2 separate regions of the Triticum aestivum genome follow, and region 2 is linked to region 1. A link is a contact called in public Hi-C data. All regions are on one chromosome and are shown on one strand. The core of a region is the stretch at or near the end of the contact, and the rest is flanking DNA. Distances in the headings are between cores, read along the strand shown. Region 1 holds the start of LOC123138908 (cyclic nucleotide-gated ion channel 17). Region 2 holds the start of LOC100682522 (E3 ubiquitin-protein ligase BRE1A).

Region 1 (3,082 bases), core at 329-2,828:
GTGTGTGTGTGTGTGTAAGGAATTCAACTTTGGCAGAAGGCGAAGAAATTCCAACCAAGTTTCGATGAAGAACTTGTAATATGTGTCTCAAACCATATATCACATCATGACGAAGACTTTTTGTTCCACCAAAGGCCACAATTCTCAACTTGACATGGTCGAACGAAGAACATGGTGTTCAACATATCCCATTCCATTCCTTTTGACACCCACGATTGCTTCCTAAGGACACTGGCTGCATCTCCAAAAGCATCATTCGATTTGAAGACTTATGCTCCTTGGATCATATGTTTCATACAAAGAAAATCTACCATTGCGTATCAGATGGTCGTGCTCATCGTGGCACCATTCAATTTGAAGACTTATGCTCCTCGGATCATGTGTTTCTTTAGAGCACAATCTCTTTTGGTAAGGTCAAAAACATACACCTCTTGAACGATGCATCTGTGACCGCTTGCTCTCAAACAGGTCGGCCGGTCGGCGACACGCTCTCAGTTTTCAAAGTGGTATGTGTCATGCCCAATGCCAATAGGAGTACCTTCTAGGACGCGGAATTTGTACTGTATATCTTTCTCTGACGTGGCGAGTCGAGCCATGGCAGGGAGGGTAGGGCAACCTAGCACAGGACCTCTTGCAAAAGAAAGAAAAACACCAGAAATCTTGGCCTGAGAGGGAGACAAATAACTGCTGATACACATTTCAGTGCAGCGAATATCACGACGCCACATCGGCTCCGTCACGCATCCCTCGTTCTTGCAGCCTCGCAGGTTGCGTGCCATTGCTCGGCCAAGTTGCAAGCCTGCAGAGGAAAATGTTTCTTCCTTCCTTTGCAGTTTTCGTCCCGCACGTATTTCACTTTTTTCACTTGGGGGAACGCACGCACGGTTATTTTACTACTCCATACTACGTACGTGATAGGTCAACCATGTCATGGGCACAGGCCGTTGTTATCATGTATTCATGTGGTCCTTGACTCAAATCTAGCTCATTGATCCCTCCGTCCACGAATAAGTGTATGTTTGATACTTAAAATTTATCCACAAAAGAGTATACTTCTATCTTTTCAATGCACTTTAAAATAGAAAAATGCTTCTCTCTCATTATGAACAGGTAACCACATCTTCCTTCCTGCGTGCAAGCACAACGGTGGCGACTTCCATTATGTTGGCTCCAAAATGCATGTATTGTGGTCGCTGCCATTTGAGAATCATTACCGATTCTAGCAAGGCTGCACGCTACATGTGTCCCTAGAATTGAAAAGACGCTTTTAAGTAGTAGTACTACTCTACGAACAAAGCATTAAAAAGAGCATAAATTGATAGGCATATAGTACAGTATATGTTCGCCCACATTCCCTTCTCGCAAAAAGAAAAGGCAAATCCAACATTTTCTCTAGAATTCGGATTCAAATTGAAATAGCTCCTCAAATCTTCCTCCTTCATCTCGGAAACGGTAAATTTTGGGGAGTTTCACTTCCGCGCCCGCTTTGCCACCACCACTTCAGCCTACCCCATTTCCACCGCGGTAAGTAGCAAGTGCACCACTAACTAACTAACCCCAAGCTTTAACCCAAACCCCGTGGCATTACCGGCCGCTAACCAAGCGATTAACCAACCCCCAGACGGTCAGGCAGTTTCCGCTTCGTCGTCTTCCCCGGGTCCTCCTTCCACCTCGTCGCCTCCCTCCCTCCACCCCTCGAACTCCTCGCCCTCGCCGGCTCCCAAATCCCGCCACCCCGCCTTAATCCCCCTCCCACGGCCGACGCGGAGGAGACCAGCCACCAGCTGTGTCGCGGCCGGATTCGGCCGCTGATCGAGGGCCGCTTCCTTTGGGTGCTTGGATTGGATGGCGGGCCGGTCGCGGGGTCCCTGGTCGGCGTAGCAGGCTGGGCTGGCCGGCGCCATGTTCGCGCCGAGGAAGGTGGAGGACGAGATGGCGCTCGGCAGGCAGAGGACCGTCAGGTGAGCCGCGGCGGCCTAGCTTCTCTACCCGATCTGCTGCTTTTGGTCAGGGATCCAGCATTTGGGGCCGTGCTTCGGCGCGAGCTTCGGGGTTGGGGGCTCGGCAGCATCGGTTTGATTCGTATCGTTAGCCTGTTGGAGCAGGCAGTTGCAGTGTCTTAAATTTTGAGCTGTTAAGCCATACCGTAGCATGGGAGCTTTTCCCCTTTTTGGTTGATCTGGTCGGTGTTAAAGTAAAAGGCAGCATCACATAAAGTAAAACTGTTGATTGAGAACCCAATTCGTTTTGAAATACAGGGATCCAGCAATTAGGACTCTGCTTCGGCGGTTAGTCTGTTGGAGCATGCAGTTGTAGTGTCTTAATTTTTTTTTTTGAGTTGTTAAGCTGTACTAGCATGGAGCTTTTCCCCTTTTTGGTTGATCTGGTCGGTGGGGAATTTGCATTTATGGATAAAGTAAAAGGCAGCATCACATAAACAAATGCTGTTGATTGAGAACTAAATCTGTTTTGAAGTACAGTGGTCCTCTGCTTACTTAATATAGAATGAAGAATATTTCTTCTGAATAATAAAAAAACTATTATGCATATTGTTAATGAGGAATAAGAATTACAGTAGTCTATTGCATTTATCGCGTGTTCTGAATGATTTTATGTTTCAAGTCAGATACTAGAGTCCAACCTTTTTTTGCTGGTACCATTCACAGGTTCTATGACGAGGGGAGAAAGCCAGCGATACCGATTCAACAGAAACAGGCAGCGTTCGCTGCTAGTAAACTTGGCGTTGCGAGCTCAGGGAAGAACAAGATTTTCGTGGGAGGGGATGCGCAGCAGTACAAGATTTTCGATCCATCTAGCGACTTCATCTTGATGTGGAACCGCATTTTCCTTTTTTCGTCCTTCCTTGCTCTATTTATAGATCCCCTGTACTTCTACGTGCCAAAAATCGTCTATGGCGACACCTATTCCTGTGTTGGGACAGACAGGCATTTGACCATCATCATTACATTCTTCCGATCAATTGCCGATCTCTTGTATGTGATTCACATCATAATGAAGTTCAGAACTGCATTTGTTAAAACTAGCTCAACCTTGCGGGTTTTCGGGAGAGGAGATCTTGTCA
Region 2 (3,082 bases), core at 120-2,619, 690 kb before region 1:
GGCGGCGCCACGCCCCCCGCACTGGTCGGAGAGAGCAGCAGTCTAGCAGGGACGGGCGACCCTGGCGGCGGCACCCTACCCCCCGCGCTGGACAGATGGAGGAGAACCCGAGCAGGGATGGGCAACCCTGGCGGCGCCACGCCCCGGTGAAGATGCTTTTGTGAAGAAGGGATTTAATAACTGAAACAGAAGTCATATTGTTTACAAGCTTCTTAAGTTAGTATTGATTCTGCCAGTAGCTACTGCTAGTGTTGAAAGAGTATTCTCTTCAATGAGTTATGTGAATTAAGGAACAAAATGGGTGATGAATATTTGAACAATTGTTTGGTTACATTTGTTGAGAGTGAATTTTTCGATCTAGTGAAGGATGAAGATGTCATCAATCTCTTTCAAAAAGGCGACCACATAGTTATATTGTAAAAAGGATATCATCACTTTATCAATCAAAAGGTACTTATGTATTCATGTCGTTATGGTCTGGTACATTGAAATATTGTTATTGCTGTTATGCTAGTGTTGTTTCGTTCATATATTGCTAGTGTTGTGTTGTTTGGTTCATATACTACATTTACAGCAAAAGAAAAAAATTGGATGACCCAGCCTTCATTTACTGCAGCTGCCACTGCGAGGGGTCATCCTCATTTTAAAAAAATTAAAAAATTAGCATTGTATTTACACATTCATGCCAAGTTGTATAACCAGTTTAGTGTATTTTTTTCAAGTTCAGACACTAAACTGAATGCAAACCAACGTGTGGTTGGATGGTTAGAGGGATTGTTGTATCCCCAGCCCACCATGGTTCAAATCCTGGTGCTCGTATTTATTCCTGGATTTATTTCAGGATTTTCGGCGATGAGCATTCAGTGGAAGGAGACGTTCCCGTCGACGACGGGGTGTTTACGGTGACTTCGTAAATTTCAAGATGATACGCCGGCTCAGTCTTTCAGAGGTGCTCATAAGGGTAGGGTGTGCGTGCGTGCGTTTATAACAGTGAGTGTATGCGTATGTATATGAGCGCTTGTGTTTGTACTGATGTTTAAAAAAAGTTCAGTCTTTCAGAGGTACTTATAGGGTAGGGTGTGCGTTTGTTCGTTCATAAGAGTGAGTGTATGCGCGTGTATATGAGCGCTTGTGTCTATACTGATGTTAAAAAAACACTAAACTGAATATACGTGGCAAGTTCAAGCATCAGCTTTATTTACACGTAAAAGTGTAAGCAAATCGCGGCTGATATCGACTAATTTCGGCACCAACTGCGCAATTTACGTGCGTCTGCAGACGTCTGCGCACACGCAATAAGACGTGGGATAGTGGGATCCCGATCCCTGGGTCAACCGCCAAGTCTTCCCACCACCCCTATCCTCCCCTCCCCTCCCCTCCCCTCCTCGTCCGACCGTCTGCGCACGCCTACGGTCCGGCTACCCAGCCCACCGTGCCCCGGCGACGAGGCGGACGAACACGTGTGGGCCAGCCGACCTCACCGCCGCCGATCCCCACAAAAATAATCCCCGGCGACCACCCCCGCCTCGACACGACCCCCCACCCCCTGACACACGGTCCCACAACACGAAAGGGATCCGACTTCCCAGTGGGGTCCGGCGAGGGAGGAAAAAAGAGTGAACCGCGCCGCTCATCGCTCGCCCCCTTTTAAACGGACGCCGGGCGAAGAGGAGGGAGACACATTCAAGTCCAGTTCGTCGGTTGGTGGTGGTGGTGGCGTGCGTGCCTGGGCGACTCTGCCTCAAACCCTCATCAGGTCCCTCGATCGCCACGCTCGAGTAAGCGCGGATCGCTCTCTGCATATATCCTTCGATCTGTATTTTGTGGGTTCTCTCGAGCGCTCGTGTTCGATTCGATCGGAATCTGACCGCGACCGGGCGAGGAGTTCTTGATTCGGCCGCCGCGCCGATCCTTGGATCGGCGTCGCTCGATTCTGCCCCAAGTTGTAGCCGCGCGGGCTGCTCGGTTGGACAGATCTTCTCCCTCTGGGTTAGGATTTAGGGGGCATCCCTTCCTGCTCTCGTTTTCTTCGTCCATTCCTGGTTATTATCCACCGGATTAGGATTAGGATTTATGCCCCAATAGTAGTAGCAGTATGACTATCTGTGATTCACTTCCCCAAATGCGATTGTCCGCAAAAGGAGAAGAAAAGTCTACTCGGTTACTCCTTTTCTGGCCAAGCTTTTGTTTTGTTTTGTTATTATATTGTTGCTATTGCAGAATGGCTTTGCCAAGATAGTCTAAAGTTTCGATCAAAAGATTTGGCGTGTTTACCTATTTATATATAATATAGTACTACTTTTAGGATGGTTGGGCTGGGTTCATGTAATGCAAAATCGTTATCGTTGTCGATTGTGCACAAATAATTGTTGGACGGTGGACTGAGATTGACCATGCTCTTAAAATTCAGGTTGATTACAGAACTGGAGAAGGGTAAGGTGAGTATAAGCATCAGAGGTATATAGCATGAGTAATACCAGCGGCGCACGGCGTGCCGCGAGGAGGCAATCGCTGGATGGATCTGCTGATAAAGTTGTTGTGGACTTGGATGCAAGCTCGCCGGTGGCGGGGAACCATCATGGGCTCTCGGTCTTCCCTGGTGCACGCACATCGCCTATTGATGTGGAGGCTCTCGATGATGAAGTGCAGGCGCTATCGCCTTCACAAGTGCCTCCCCCGGTAAATTTCTTATCCTCGTCTTTTAATGATGCATCATGCACTTAACTTTTCAAGAATAAAATGTTATGCCATTGGGTCCGTGGTGATGTTTAAGAAACAGAGTCTGTGTATACACCAATTACTAGTGTTTACTGTACTTCTTGCTCTGATTTTCCTGCTAGGAATATATCTATAATCATGGATCAGTTTTATCAAACTACCTTGCATTTTGCAGGGGTTGAACAGGAGAACTAGAGGGCAACCTGTGACGCCATTTGCTCTGGATGAAGATGCTGTTCTGGAAGGTTAGTTCATTACTTACTACATATTTCACTTGATAGAAATGTTTGGCTTCCAACACAAAAGAATTTGGGCATAAATTCTTCATCAGTTTTGTATGAGTTGTGTTGATAGATTCTTCTGG

What was found. A called contact is a pair of places that touch in the nucleus more often than the background predicts.
Region 2: a contact with region 1 is called in a Hi-C map of leaf, with 5 times the contacts expected there. The contact joins the promoter of LOC100682522 here to the promoter of LOC123138908 in region 1.

Annotation. Positions count from the first base shown.
Region 1 is chr6B:665,542,625-665,545,706 of IWGSC CS RefSeq v2.1, reverse strand. LOC123138908 (cyclic nucleotide-gated ion channel 17) reads left to right here and starts at 1,578. Exons shown (of 8, transcript XM_044558756.1): 1 at 1,578-1,961; 2 at 2,667-3,082. The coding sequence starts at 1,903.
Region 2 is chr6B:666,229,237-666,232,318 of IWGSC CS RefSeq v2.1, reverse strand. It overlaps LOC100682522 (E3 ubiquitin-protein ligase BRE1A), which reads left to right and starts at 1,369. Exons shown (of 8, transcript XM_044558764.1): 1 at 1,369-1,778; 2 at 2,411-2,679; 3 at 2,894-2,963. The coding sequence starts at 2,467.